Linked DNA regions of Sus scrofa: regions 2 and 3 are each linked to region 1. The links are chromatin contacts, called in public Hi-C and promoter capture Hi-C maps. All regions are on one chromosome and are shown on one strand. Each heading gives the region's core, a stretch centred on a gene start, on an enhancer-like site or on the middle of the called end of the contact. The rest is flanking DNA. Distances are from core to core; before and after follow the strand shown. Region 1 holds the start of PSME3 (proteasome activator subunit 3). Region 2 holds the start of RETREG3 (protein FAM134C). Region 3 holds the start of PSMC3IP (homologous-pairing protein 2 homolog).

Region 1 (4,444 bases), core at 1,446-3,945:
GCCATGAGCTGTGGTATAGGTCACAGACGCCGCTTGGATCCCGTGTTGCTGTAGCTATGGTGGAGGCTGGCAGCTGTAGCTCCAATTCAACCCCAGCCTGGGAACCTCCATATGCTGCAGGTGTGGCCCTAAAAAGGAAAAACAAACACACAAACAAAAAAAACCCACACACAAACTGAAAGTTAAGAGTTAAGTTTTATTTGGAGCAAAATTAGGACTTCAGCCCAGGAGACTGCGTGGGTAGCCTCAGGAGGTATCCCTGAGAAAACTGCTCTGAGGAGGAGAGGGGGGAGCTAGGATATGAGTTTTTGCAACAAAGAGCAGATCGTAGGAACAAAAGAGATCTGCACTCACTGAAATGATTGCTTTGATATGCACCTCAGCTATCCGGGCCAATATCCTGTGTTTTCACAGCCTTAGCTTCCTCAGGGCTAGCTGTTAGGAGTGGCTGCAGTCTGAAGGCCATTAGAGGGCAGGTATTCTTTCCTGAGTTCTTTCAGGGCTCACTGGCTCACTCTTGGAGGTGGCTGCATTTGCAGATGACTGTGACATCCCTTGTTTTGTTGACTTAACTACAGCCCAACTGCTGTAGCTCTGAAATACCGCAAAGAGGAAAGGGGAAATATCAGGATATATGTGATAAAGGGAAGGGGGACGTGTGTGCAGCCACGCACACATTTCACAAAAGTTTGCTTCTGGTCTCGTGAAGATTACTACTAGTCGCGAGGAGCAGACATCACCATGAAGGATTTTAGTTTTCCTAGATACTAGGAAATGCAAGAATTGGGCACATAAAATCTTCTCCTAAAAATATCTAACTGGAGTTCCTGGTGTGACTCTTGGCTTAAGAACCTGACTAGGGAGTTCCTGTCGTGGCGCAGTGGTTAACGAATCCAACTAGGAACCATGAGGTTGCGGGTTCGATCCCTGCCCTTGCTCAGTGGGTTAACGATCCGGCGTTGCTGTGAGCTGTGGTGTAGGTTGCAGACTCGGCTCGGATCCCGTGTTGCTGTGGCTCTGGTGTAGGCCGGTGGCTACAGCTCCGATTGGACCTCTAGCCTGGGAATCTCCATATGCCGCGGGAGCGGCCCAAGAAATAGCAAAAAAAAAAAAAAAAAAAAAAAAAGAACCTGACTAGTATTCATAAAGATGCAGATTTAATCCCTGGCCTTGCTCAAGGGGTTAAGGATTGGGCTTTGCTGTAAACTATGGTGTAGGTTGCAGATGCAGCTCGGATCTGGCATTGCTGTGGCTGTGGCATAGGCCAGCACCTGCAGCTCTGATTCAACCCCTAGCCTAGGAACTTCCAAGTTTCACGTGCAGCCCGAGAAAATAAAAAATAAGAAAGATCTAACTATCCGAAAGACCTATTCTTCCAGTTTTCCCATAGCACAGAGTGCCTCACTCCTGGTTTCCACCCTGAGCTCTGCTTAGTGGGTTCTGCAGGTCAGCAGCTGCCATGGCTCATGGTTTAATCCACGTAGAGGCAGATGGCAAGTAACCGTAAATGCGAAACTCCAGTTCACAAGATTTAACTTACATAAGTGACTCACATTATATTTCTAGCCTCTGAGACACTGCTGTCCCAGAGCCTACTCCGATTTGTTGTGCGAAATAACCAATGCTATAAGACAGATGAATGGGTGAATTAAGACAGACAGCCTGGGGAGTTCCCACTGTGTGCAACTGGTTAAGTATCTGGCCTTGTTACTACAGAGGCTCCATTCCCTGCGGTCTCCAGGGTTCAATCCCAGGCCCAGGAACTTCCACCTGCCTCCGGTGGGTGGGGGGCGGGGCTGGGCGACAAAAAGTCGGGTAGGGGGGAATACAGTCTCCGCCTTCCACGAGGAAAATGGATACAGCATTGCCCTAGAAGTTAGGAGATGTGAGTTCTGGACTTGGATATACTGTAAACACTGTGTAGCCTAGGACAAGCACCGCCAGACTACAGGCATCAATTTGTCCATACATCTGGCACTTGATCTCTGAGGTCTAGGAGTAAGCGGCTAAATGGCAGAGAAAGGCGGGGAAGCCTGGTACAACAGGACTTGTTTCCTATCAGGCTCCAACCTAACATGAGAGCTTGGACCAAGAGGAGGAGACAGCAGGAATCAGAGACTAGACGCCCCGAACCCAGCGCGGGTACCACCGGCTTCCTCGGGCCGACGTCACCGGGGCGCGACGGCGTCTTCTGTCGGGTCCCCCACTCCAGGCAGCAGCGCCTCCGACGGTCCCTTCGGTGAAGGTGAGTGCCGGAATAACAGAGAGGCAAACGGTCCTCGAGTCTCTCTGAGACTCCGATCTCACTCCACCACCCTCTGCTGCCCTCCCTTTTACTTCACCCTTATCGGGCACAGGAGCCGAGAGATAGGAGCAGAGCTACCATCGTTCAGAGCCGAACCTCAGCGCGGCTGCGCAGGGCACGTGCACATCCTCTCGGAGTCCCGGCGATTGGCTGTGACGTAACTTCCGGTGTGAGCGGCGAAAGCCGGGAGGGCGAGCGAGAGAGAGCAGGCAGCAGGCAGCAGGCGGGCGGACGGACGGCACGAAGGGAGGGAGCAAGTGAGCAGTGAGTGGGCCAGCGAGAGCGGCCGCGTCCCGAGAGCAGCCGAGATTCCTCCCGTCCCTCTGACCCTCTCCCCGGAGCCCACAGCGCCTCCGGTCTCCAGCGGAGCGGACACGGCCCGGCCCGGCCATGGCCTCGTTGCTGAAGGTGGATCAGGAAGTAAAGCTCAAGGTAGGGGTACGGTCCGGGCTTCCTTACTCCTTGCTTCGATCCTCGAGCTGTCTGACTGGCTCCCTACTCCCCATGGCGTCTTTGTCTCCCTGGGGACACCAGCCCTGAGCTTCCGCTCGGCTCAGCCCAGCCCCCCACTCCCAGAGATGGCATCGGGGGAGACGCTACTATGGGGTGGCCTTCTGTACCCTGTCTAATGGTGGAGAGCCCCGGGGAGACTTCCGCGGACACGTGGTGGACTTAGTGCTTTAGGCCAGTGACAGCTGGAAGTCCCCCCAGCCCAGCAACGTCCCCATCTCTGGGCGCTGCTACTGCCCCTGCCCTTGGCGTCAGGCCTGCCTCACATCCTAGGCCAGGTTTGTATGGGGGTTGACATGTTTGTGAGCTCACGCCTCTCCCATCTACCTGTCTTTTGTCTGCTTTCAAATTCAGACAAGCTACAGACAAAGGGAGGGAGGGAGGGAAGACAGGTGGGTGCTGCCCTCCAGCCCCGCTTCCCTCTCCTGAGATGGAGAAATGGATCCTTAAAAAAATAAAGTATTTGCAGTCTGGGGGCCTCTCAGCTTCTCATTACAATTACAAGGTGAGGGAAAGACAGTTGGATTTGGGTTTCCCCATCCTGCCCATACTTCTCTTGCCAGGTACTGACTTGCTCTTACTGAATTGCTTTCTTTGTTAATTTTAGGTTGATTCTTTCAGGGAGCGGATTACAAGTGAGGTGAGTGAAAGAAGTAGAAAATCGAGCATTGGTTAATGGTTGGGAGTTCTCCAGAGAAGAGATGTCTGTAGAGACAGACCTTCCCTCAGTTACTAATTCAGCTATATTTTCCCTCATCTTTAGGCAGAAGACTTGGTGGCAAATTTTTTCCCAAAGAAATTGTTAGAACTTGATAGTTTTTTGAAGGTGAGAGACCCTTTTCTTTTCCTCAGAGTCCCCAGTTTTTTTGGCCCTGGTCTTTCTGTCAAATGGGACAAATGACGTGTTGATTCTATCTTGTTTTGTGCTGTAAAGCCGTCTTCATATGTTGCCCTTGAAATGAAATACTTCTTTGTTCATTTTGAAAAGACTGATGTTTTGGGGGTGGGCGTCTCTTTTCAGGAGCCAATCCTAAACATCCATGACCTAACTCAGATCCACTCAGACATGAATCTCCCAGTCCCTGACCCCATTCTTCTCACCAATAGCCATGATGGACTGGACGGTGTAAGTATCCTGTATTTATCTCTGTGTGTGTGCCGAAGCAGTAGGCGCTCTGTCCTCAAGTCTCTGGTCAGCTTGAACGTGTACAGGGGTACAGGGGACAGTGGGATTTGGATCTGGGAATGAGGATTCTTTTTTTTTTTTTTTTGGCTTTTTGCTATTGCTTTGGGCCGCTCCCGCGGCATATGGAGGTTCCCAGGCTAGGGGTTGAATCAGAGCTGTAGCCACCGGCCTACACCAGAGCCACAGCAACGCGAGATCCAAGCCGCGTCTGCAGCCTACACCACAGCTCATGGCAACGCCGGATCGTTAACCCACTGAGCAAGGGCAGGGATCGAACCCGCAACCTCATGGTTCCTAGTCGGATTCGTTAACCACTGCGCCACGACGGGAACTCCCGGAATGAGGATTCTTACAGACATATGACTTTGGTACACCCCCTTCGGTCCCCGGTTTTCATTTGTAGCATGTGTTAATGGGTACTCTGTTAGAGTGAGTTGAAAATA
Region 2 (4,922 bases), core at 612-3,111, 190 kb before region 1:
GGATTCATTTAAATCCTGATAAAGCTTTTGTTTATCAATCAGTCACATTTTGAGACAAACTGGTTTACTGAAGATCAACCTTTTTTCCTAGGAGTACGATCCCAATGTAGGAAATGAAGTTTTCACTATATGGTCTGAGGTTAGCGGTTGGGATAGGGAGATGAGAAGAAAAGGTCATTTTGAAAGATGCTCTAGAATGAGGTGCTATAGTGACGGGGTTCAGGAGTAGGTACCTGAAGATCAAGAAAGAAGCGTTACCAAAAATAACTGAATGCTGTAGGAAGAGTTCATCAAGTTTGAGCAAGACTCTAGAAGCAACTAATGCCAGAGACTGCTGTGACACCTTTAACCTCAGACCCCTTCAAACTGTGAGTTTAATGTAATAGCTCAATACTGCGTCTTGCTGTCAATGAACTTGGGACTATTTGCTTTCCTCCAGCCTACTGTGAATCTTTCAGACAAAGGATAATAAATGTTTTGGTTTTAAAACCAAGAATTTCAAGAGGAAAGCTACTTTTAGCAAAAACAAAAAAGAATTTGGAAATACACACTTTACTGTTTCACGCTCATCCAGAACAGCTCTATTTCATTCAGCTGTAGAAGCCCCCCTCCACTGCAGTTTCCTTGGAATTTGATCAATAATACTTCCCTAGTTATGGATAAATCCAAAATATGCTTGGCAGACCCTATGAAGATCAAAGTCCATTTTAGGTGATGACAATTCAGAGAAGCAGCAGTTCCATTTTCACTGAGCATGACACATACAGATTCTTAAAGCATATTTACATCCCCACTTTTCCAGCTCAGGAAAACTCACATACACTCTTAGACACCCTCAATTTCCCTGCCTATATACTGTGGCTAAGGATGCCTCTCTAATTCCTCGGAACAGGGAGGAGTGGCCATCATAAGTGGCTTTGAAATGAGTGAAATCTCACAATCATTATTTCTATAACTGTTCTTTAAAGGCTCATAATTCTCTCTCACGTTGCAGCTATGGAGGCTCTTACTGACGCTCAGGCTTCACAAACTTCCCCGAGTGAGAGAAAGGGTGTCTAACATGCTAATTCAGATTGCTCAAACTTGTTTTCGCATCACACCTATGCATACCTTCTGAAGATCTCACGCTGAAGATCTCACGCCTCACACATCTATCCAAATAATAACTACTAAAATCTCTGGAGACAATCTTCAAAGCACCTTTGAGCAAACAAGAGAAGAGAAATGATGGCCTTAAAGGAACACAGTTTTCCCCTGGCTAAAACGAGGCGCCCTCACTCACTGCGAGCGGCTCAAGAGGTTACTAGAAGCTCCTGGTCACTGGAAGGCTCTGGGGAGAACTGCGGTGCCAAAGCCGCACGCGGGACGGAGTGGAAGGAGTTGAGGCAGAAATCAGGCAGGTACAGGAAGGAGTCAGTGCAGCGAAGAAACAGGAGAGGTGAGAGATAAAGCCCTAGAGAAACCTGATGATTTCGCGCCTCGAAGGGTTTCCGAGGATCCAGTTCTCTCACCAGAAAGCCGCGTTCAGCCCCAGGCACCACAGGGCGCTCCTGGCTGGCCGCTCCCACACCAGGGCTGCCTGCACCCGGTTCAGCAGAGGCTCGTAAGGCCCCAGCACCTCCACCAGGGCCCGCTGCGCCGCCTCAACCTGCTGGTCCCGCTCGCAGGAGCCCGACATAGTGCGGCGGCCTCTGGAACTCTGCCCCGAAGCAGGGCCTGGGGCCACAACTACCCCCTCTGCCTCCGCCATCTCCCCCCGGCAGCCACAACATCCGGGGCCACGGCCCGACAGTCACAATAACGCCGACTGCGCAGGTGCGCGATTCGGCTGGGGAGGCCGCTTCCCTCAACACTGCGCCTGCGCCTAGGCTCTAGCTCGCGTCCACCCAGTGGGAAGCAAACTGCGTCAAAGTACGTCCCGAGTGCACCAATCCGGAGCCGCGCACGCGCAATCTGCAAGACTGAGGCCGAATGAATAAGGAAGTGCCATCACCAGAACTCACTTCTCATTGGAACCGAGAGAGTTCGTGGGCGGAGCAGGTTGTTTTGGCGCCTGCGTCGTGCTGCTAGCGGGCTAGCGAGTGGCGGCTTTGCTGGCGGGAGCTGCTGCAAGGCCCGCGCCTGAGGAGCGATGCCGAGGGAGATCATCACCCTACAGTTGGGCCAGTGCGGCAATCAGAGTGAGCGAACTTCCGGTCCTTCCACTAGCCAGGTTTTTTATTCTCTATGGTATCTCGCTCTGAGATCCTGGACTCCATCTGCCCTTCCCAGAATCGTAGTTCTCCGAAGGCGGGACATGCCTGACCCAGTGCCCAGTTGCCCAACCCCGAAAGGCCCTCCCCTGCGGGGTCCCTGACATATAGCCCTGTCCTCTGACACGGGATACCCCCGAGGATTGACCTCCTATCCCTGGTCCCAGGCGCTCAGGCCCCCAGCTTCTCGTTGGAACCTGCCCAGAACCAGATATCCTCTTTCTCCCCCGCCTGCCTATGCCCCCACCCCCAGTTGGGTTCGAGTTCTGGAAACAACTGTGCGCCGAGCATGGCATCAGCCCCGAGGGCATCGTGGAGGAGTTCGCCACCGAGGGCACTGACCGCAAGGACGTCTTCTTCTACCAGGTGCCCCCAGCAACTTGACCAGGGCTGGCAGTGGCCCAGGGGGCCCGAAGGGAAGGGCAGTGGCTTGGTACTAGGAAACCCGTTGAACAGAGTGGCCAGGGCGGCTGGCTTGAGGAGGGAGGGCGAGCAGGAGCCAGAGTTGGGAGGACTGGAAGACTGGGCGGGCCGAGCTGACTGTGCCCCCTCCTGGACTCCCCTTGACAGGCGGATGATGAGCACTACATCCCCAGGGCGGTGCTGCTGGACCTGGAGCCGCGGGTGATCCACTCCATCCTCAATTCCCCCTATGCCAAGCTCTACAACCCAGAGAACATCTACCTGTCGGAGCATGGAGGAGGAGCTGGCAACAACTGGGCCAGCGGATTCTCCCAGGTCATTTGCTGTTACTCCCTGGCAGAAGAACCCCATTTTTATGATTTCCTAGAGAGAGATGAAGCCAGATGGAGGATGTAAGAGTGTAGAAAGAGAGAGACATGAGCTAAGAAAAATTCTTTTTTCTAAGCCATCTATGTAATATTAAGAGACTGCCCAAGAAATAGTAACAACAACAACAACAAAAAAAAAAAAGACAAAAAGACAAAAAAAAAAAAAAAAAAAAAAAAAAAAGGAGTTCCCGTCGTGGCGCAGTGGTTAACGAATCCGACTAGGAACCATGAGGTTGCGGTTCGATCCTGCCCTTGCTCGGTGGTTAACGATCCGGCGTTGCCGTGAGCTGTGGTGTAGGTGCAGACGCGGCTCGGATCCCGCGTTGCTGTGGCTCTGGCGTAGGCCGGTGGCTACAGCTCCGATTCGACCCCTAGCCTGGAACCTCCATATGCCGCAGGAGCGGCCCAAGAAATAGTAACAACAACAACAACAACAAAAAAAAAAAAAAAAAAAAAAAAAAAAAAAAAAAAAAAAAAAAAAGAGACTGCATTAGCAAGTGCTGTGGGCCAGGCCATACTAAATGCTTTTACCTTTAGTAACTTATTTAAACCTCCCAACAACCCTATGGGCAGGTACTATGGGTCCACAGTCTCTGGTTTTCCAGAATTCAGAAAACTCTGAAACCAGCTAACTATTCATTTAGCAGCAAAACCAGATCTCCATGGAAGCAGGCTAATTTATAGTTTCTGTCCAACTTGTTATCATTACTCACACCTGTCATTGCAGAAATATTAATGTATCTGATTGGCACCCCTTCAGACCCCCACTGGCGTTTTTCTTAGCATATGTTATTCACATCATATGGCCTTCCTTGAGCCTGAAATATCTGAATTCAGAAACGTAACTGGACTTCCCGTCGTGGCGCAGTGGTTAACAAATCCGACTAGGAACCATGAGGTTGCGGGTTCGATCCCTGCCCTTGCTCAGTGGGTTAACGATCCGGCGTTGCCGTGAGCTGTGGTGTAGGTTGCAGACACGGCTCGGATCCTGCGTTGCTGTGGCTCTGGCGTAGGCCGGTGGCTACAGCTCCGATTAGACCGCTAGCCTGGGAACCTCCATATGCCGCGGGAGCAGCCCAAAGAAATAGCAAAAAGACAAAAAAAAAAAAAAAAAAGAAAAGAAACGTAACTGACCCAAAGAATTGTAGGTAAGGTACTGTGGACCTGTGTAAATACCTTCATTAGACAGATGAGAAAACCGAGGTATATAGAGATCAAGTAACCTGTCCAGAGTCACTCGGCTAACTAGGTCTAAAGCTCACATAGGAACCCAGGCAATCCGGATAGAGAGGGCCTGCTCATAACCACAGTGGAATATTCCCTTTTCAATGCAAATAAAAAGGGAGTTCCCACTGTGGCACAACGGGACTGGTGGCATCTCAGCAGCACCAGGATACAGGTTCAGTCTCTGGTCCCTGAACTTCATATGCTGTGGGACAGCCAAAAAAAAGAAAGAAGAAGAAAAAAAGGCAGGGAGTTCCCATCGTGGCTCAGCAGTAACAATCCCAACTAGTATCCATGAGGACATGGGTTCAATCGTTGGCCTCGCTCAATGGGTTAAGGATCCAGCGTTGCCGTGAGCTGTGGTATAGGTTGCAGATGCGGCTTGGATTCCGTGTTGCTGTGGCTGTGGTGCAGACTGGAAGCTGCCGTAGCTCTGATTCGACTCTTAGCCTGGGAATCTCCATATGCCGCAAGTGTGGCCCTTAAAAGGCAAAAAAAAAAAAAAAAGCAGGATCACTGTGCTCCAAAAAAGAACTCTTAGGTGCCATAAGGAGATTCGAGGATGGCTATCCCGAGGTCACAGCCCTTATCCCATATTTCTGTCCCACGATGACACACACCCCTGCCGTGTCTATACAGGGAGAGAAGATCCATG
Region 3 (4,479 bases), core at 447-2,946, 210 kb before region 1:
TGATTCAGCCCCTAGACTGGGAACTTCCATATGCTGTGGGTGCAGCCCTAAAGACAAAAAACAAAAATATACTCTAGAATTGATGGATGGAGAAATAACAGGGACAGGGGAGGCTAGAGGTAGACTGGGGCCAAGTCTCTTATCTGTTCTAGGGAGCATTAGTTTAGGGGAGGGAATGGCATGACTACATTTGCATGTACATAGATCGTTTAAGCTGTGTTTGAGAAAGCCAGATCAGTTAGGAGGATATTGCAATAGATGAGGAGCACCTGAACTAGAGCAATGATGGCAGCTAGAAAGAGGATGGATTCAAGAAAAAACAGCTGGACTTGATGGCCGACTCAGCACGTGAAATAAGTTAAAAATGACTCCGCAGGAGTTCCCGCGGTGGCACAGCGGAAACAAATCTAACTAGTACCCATGAGGGTGTGGGTTCTATCCCTGGCTTTGCTCAGTGGGTCAGGAACCTGGCATTGCCACTGTGAGCTGCAATGTAGGTTGCAGATGCAGCTCAAATCTGGTGTGGCTGTAACCATGGTACAGGCCAGCAGGTACAGCTCCAATTCAACCCTTAGCCTGAGAGCTTCCACATGCCCCAGGTGCAGCCCTAAAAAGAAAAAAAAAAAAAAAAAAGACTCCCCAGTTTCTGGCCTCCATGCAGAATAATTCCATTAAGGGAGAAGAATGTAACAGGAGCCAGTTTAGGAGCGAGATGAGGCATTCTACTTTGGTGATGAGGGCTCTGAAGGGACTGAAAGGCATCCAGGTGGAGATCTGGGTTAGAGATTCAAAGTTAATGTGTGTGTTTAAGGAGGGGGTGGAGACAGAAGGAAAATAATCTGACAGAGGTGGTCCTCATTAGATGATTGGGAATTAGAACTTCCACGCGTAAACAGATGTCCATAGCAACAATTCAGGATCTTCTGTAACCTATCACATTTCAAGTCTGGAAACCTCCTTCAGTTTGGATCACAGCAAAGGCAGTGCACGCTTTGACTTAAAGGCCGGCTAGGACCCTTTTAATGGTGTAAGACCGCTGAGTTTCATGGAGAATTCATACTAGGGACTGATTCACCTAATGCCGAGCTCTCACCGAGGTGCTAATCTGCGCCGGTTTCCCTCACCTGGTCTGCAAAGTATATCTTCTGCTTGCCGTACACCTTCTCTTTGATCTTGCCTTGCTGGGCCAGCTGCTCCAGCGCTTTGACCACCGCCTGGCAGAGGGGAGGGGGTGGAACAGTCGGGGGAGTGAATGTCACCAGTGATGGGGAAAGCGCCCGACGAGCCTTAGGAAGCCCAAGGCTAGAATGGCAGTCTCGAGAGGGCAGGGCCCCAGGCTGAGTCGTGGGGTTCTAGGGGAGGAATCCTGATAGTGGGGCGGGGGTGTCCTCACCGCCTTGCCCAGTCCGTGTTCCCGCTGCAGGTTCCCGAACACGTCCTGGGCGCTGTAGGGCCGATTCTGCTCCTGCAGGTATTTCAGCAGGATCCCGGGGGCTACGGAAAGAGAAGAGGCAGTGGGGTGGGGGGCCCCTCAACCGACCCCTGCCCGCCCTCTCCCAGGTCTTCCAGGGGGCAAAGCCGTTACCTCCCGCCGCGGCTTCCGCCCGGCCTTTACTCATGGTTTTTCCCGCCGCCAAACTCAGAAAGCCGGAAGTTGCAATTACTCGGGGCAACGGCCCCTTCCGGCCACGGGCTGGGCGGGCCTCGGGCGGTGATTGGCGCAGGGAAAGCTTCGCGAGGAGCGCAGCGGCCCCTCCCGGGCACCGTAGTTCGCCCCGGCCCGGCGCTCCGGCGCGGCTCTGGCCGCGGGGGTCCAGGTCTCATCGTGGGAAGCGGGGCGCGTGCTTGGAATCTCTCCCTTGCTCCACTCCGAACCAGGGCGGCAGGGAATCATGCCCCAAAGTTTAGGGACCCAGTTCCAGCAGCCACCGAACACTCGAGAACCTAAATGGGCAGTGTTCAAATGGGAAGAGACCTCCAATATCAACTCCCGCTTGGCAAGCGAGTTGCTTAAGGTCACAGGGCCAGTTATCCAAGGACGTGCCCCGTCCTACAGGCCAAGGCTTCCCGTCGGTTACCCTTAACTTCTGTAAGATAAGAACAAGAGGTGCCTGCAGGAGTGGGTTGTGAAGACCGTGAAACACCCTAGAAGGAGTAACGCTGCCTCTATTTGCCCGATACCGAGCTTCGCACACAGGGGGCGCTCAGCACATTGCTGTGGTTGAAGGGAGTGTTGGGAGCTGCTCTTAAGCCACAAAGCTTGTAGAAGTTTCCTTGTGGCGGTCTTATGACAACACCTGGCAGGTGCTTTCCACTCCTGCCCACCGTGGCCAAATGGACAAAGCCTGAAATAAGTATTTCTAGTTTCTGAGGTCAGCCAAAGGCCAAAGAGCAGCTGTTCCTGCAGCTCAAACAAGCCTGAGGGGCACGGTGCTTTTTCAAGCCTTCTGCTACCCAAAATTTCATTAAGTCTTTGAAACCTGTACTTATCATCACGCGTTTAGGCGATGATAGTAAGAATTAGAATGATGGAACTGCAGGCTAGATGCCAGCCAAGAGTCCGCTATGCTCATGTCATCTCAGTTCAGATTAACAAAAGAAGGCCTATCAAGGATAAGAAACCATTCAACATCAGTCTCTTAAAGATGTTCTCATACAAGATTTATTCCCCAGCACCCCTCCCACCCTCATCCCCATCCCAATTCACAGTGGAGGATTAAGGAGATTCAGAGCAGGATCCGCAGGTACACGAAACACCTTCCAAAGATTGTGCTCTCCTTCCTTCCCCTCCCTCTTACCAACTGCCAAGGCCTGAAGCTACACACACTCATGCAAACACACAAAATCCCACTCCTTTCCCACACCTCCACGTCAGAGCTCACCTGTAAGACATCTGGGCTCTTAGAAGAGAGAAGGTGTCCAAAGTGAGAACCCTAAAGTGGGGAGAGGCTGCTACCTAACCTTCACACAAAGGGAAGGGACTATGAATCAGATACCTAGCTCTTCTCCCTTCTCACTGTTGACTATTTTCACTCCCTGGCCTCTAACTTGTCCATCAACCAAGAGCAAACATGTTAGTGCACTCCCAGCTGCAGCACATGGAAATGGGCTCTGTCCAACATCCCTCACCCAGGTATGGGGGTGTTGGGGGAGTGGTCCCTGAGGATCAGCAAAGGGTTAATGCAGAGGGGAAGAGGGCAGAAGAGTGGCTTGAGTTTTGTTTGGGGAGGCACAGGTTCAGAACTAATTACCAGTTTTCGTTTTTGTCTCACATGATTTTACTGGGGGCAGTAGCCGTAGAGCAGATAACCCTTACAGGGCTCTCTGCTTGCTTACAGTCACATTCTTGCTAACTGGGCTCATCCTTAAGAGAGGCCCTGCCAAACTGGGAAGCAGTCGAAAATAAAAGTATTAAAATTGCTGAACAGAGAGTAAGAATAGCTGGTGCAAGTAGAGCTGGTGGCTTCTGGGATGAATGCCACTGAGCCATTTGTAAAGTGCTACTCTGACATCGCCCATGGAATTATTGCTTCTCCAAAGGAGGAGCAGGGGAAGGAAGAGGAACGTGGAAATGGGTAAGATATGGTATTGCTTTGCTCATTGCTCAGGCGAATTGGCAAGTGGAGCCAGGGGTTAGCAGCACCAGAGATAACCAGGCAGCTCCAAAAGATTCAGTGAGACCATGAGATACAGAAGGGCTCACCCTCCGGGTCAGCTGACCCCATGGCCCAAAGTAATGTAGAAGAGGCCCACTGCCACCTCGCGTTCACATTCTTAAATTTCACAAGCAATATTTTGGAGCATTGAGGATTGGGCCTCAAGAAATGAGGATAGGCTGGGGCAGAGGGAGCAGGCCTGCTCTGCAGAACCAAAGGACAAGCTTGCTTAGAAAAAGACAAATCAAATCATGGCTTAGCAAAAGAGGAGGATGACAATCTAACTCTCCTAGCTGCCTGACTTGGAGCTCCAGGGGGACGATAAAGGGAGGAAGGAAGGGAAGGGATCTATCACTGAGGGCCTCTGAGCACCCATACCTAGAAGCACACAGCAGCATCCCCTCAAAAGGGAACCAATACCCCTGACTACTATGTTCCCCAAAAAGTACCACTGTCCTGATGGAGAGCAGTGTCCCTCGGGGGAGCACACTCTCACTGCAGTGACTTGAGCTCAGAAATAAGTGTCCAGCCAGTAGCAGGGGAGTGAGTATCCTCTCAGCAGGCCTCTGAGCATCAGCCAGGCCGCTGAGCATACAGATCTAATTCGGGGGCTGGGACCTGGGTTCCTCCCTTGCCCCTTCACCTTAAGTGGAATGGGGAGAAAAAAACCTAAACCACAGTGACCCCCCAAAGGGAATCTCTGCCTCAGTGGCTCCTGGAACTGGCAGGGTCCAGCTGATTCAGCTCCGACTGGTCCAGAAGTTCAAAGTCATCCCCCTCAGCATCAGTGTCCAGGTCTGAACTGGGGGCTCGGAGGAAGCCT

Evidence for each region. Promoter capture Hi-C pulls out the DNA fragments that hold promoters and counts their contacts. Hi-C and Micro-C count contacts between places; a contact is called where the count stands out from the background.
Region 2: a promoter capture Hi-C map of fetal liver shows a contact between it and region 1, with 2.1 times the contacts expected there. The contact joins the promoter of RETREG3 here to the promoter of PSME3 in region 1. A contact is called at or near these places in 2 of 5 promoter capture datasets (fetal liver and liver), 4 of 47 Hi-C or Micro-C datasets (embryonic fibroblasts, fetal skeletal muscle, retroperitoneal adipose tissue and 1 more) and 1 of 2 datasets of contacts at active chromatin or transcription factors (alveolar macrophages).
Region 3: a contact with region 1 is called in a Hi-C map of embryonic fibroblasts, with 2.8 times the contacts expected there. The contact joins the promoter of PSMC3IP here to the promoter of PSME3 in region 1. A contact is called at or near these places in 2 of 5 promoter capture datasets (fetal liver and liver), 10 of 47 Hi-C or Micro-C datasets (alveolar macrophages, embryonic fibroblasts, fetal heart ventricle and 5 more) and 2 of 2 datasets of contacts at active chromatin or transcription factors (alveolar macrophages and skeletal muscle).

What each region holds. Positions count from the first base shown.
Region 1 is chr12:20,033,597-20,038,040 of Sscrofa11.1, reverse strand. It overlaps PSME3 (proteasome activator subunit 3), which reads left to right and starts at 2,695. Exons shown (of 11, transcript NM_214348.1): 1 at 2,695-2,737; 2 at 3,423-3,455; 3 at 3,579-3,641; 4 at 3,837-3,941. The coding sequence starts at 2,696.
Region 2 is chr12:20,217,932-20,222,853 of Sscrofa11.1, reverse strand. It overlaps RETREG3 (protein FAM134C), which reads right to left and starts at 1,861. Exons shown (of 9, transcript XM_003131384.4): 1 at 1,512-1,861. The coding sequence starts at 1,750.
Region 3 is chr12:20,241,460-20,245,938 of Sscrofa11.1, reverse strand. PSMC3IP (homologous-pairing protein 2 homolog) reads right to left here and starts at 1,696. Exons shown (of 8, transcript XM_003131397.5): 1 at 1,586-1,696; 2 at 1,394-1,494; 3 at 1,125-1,214. The coding sequence starts at 1,619. It overlaps RETREG3 (protein FAM134C), which reads right to left. Exons shown (of 9, transcript XM_003131384.4): 9 at 2,640-4,479. The coding sequence ends at 4,362.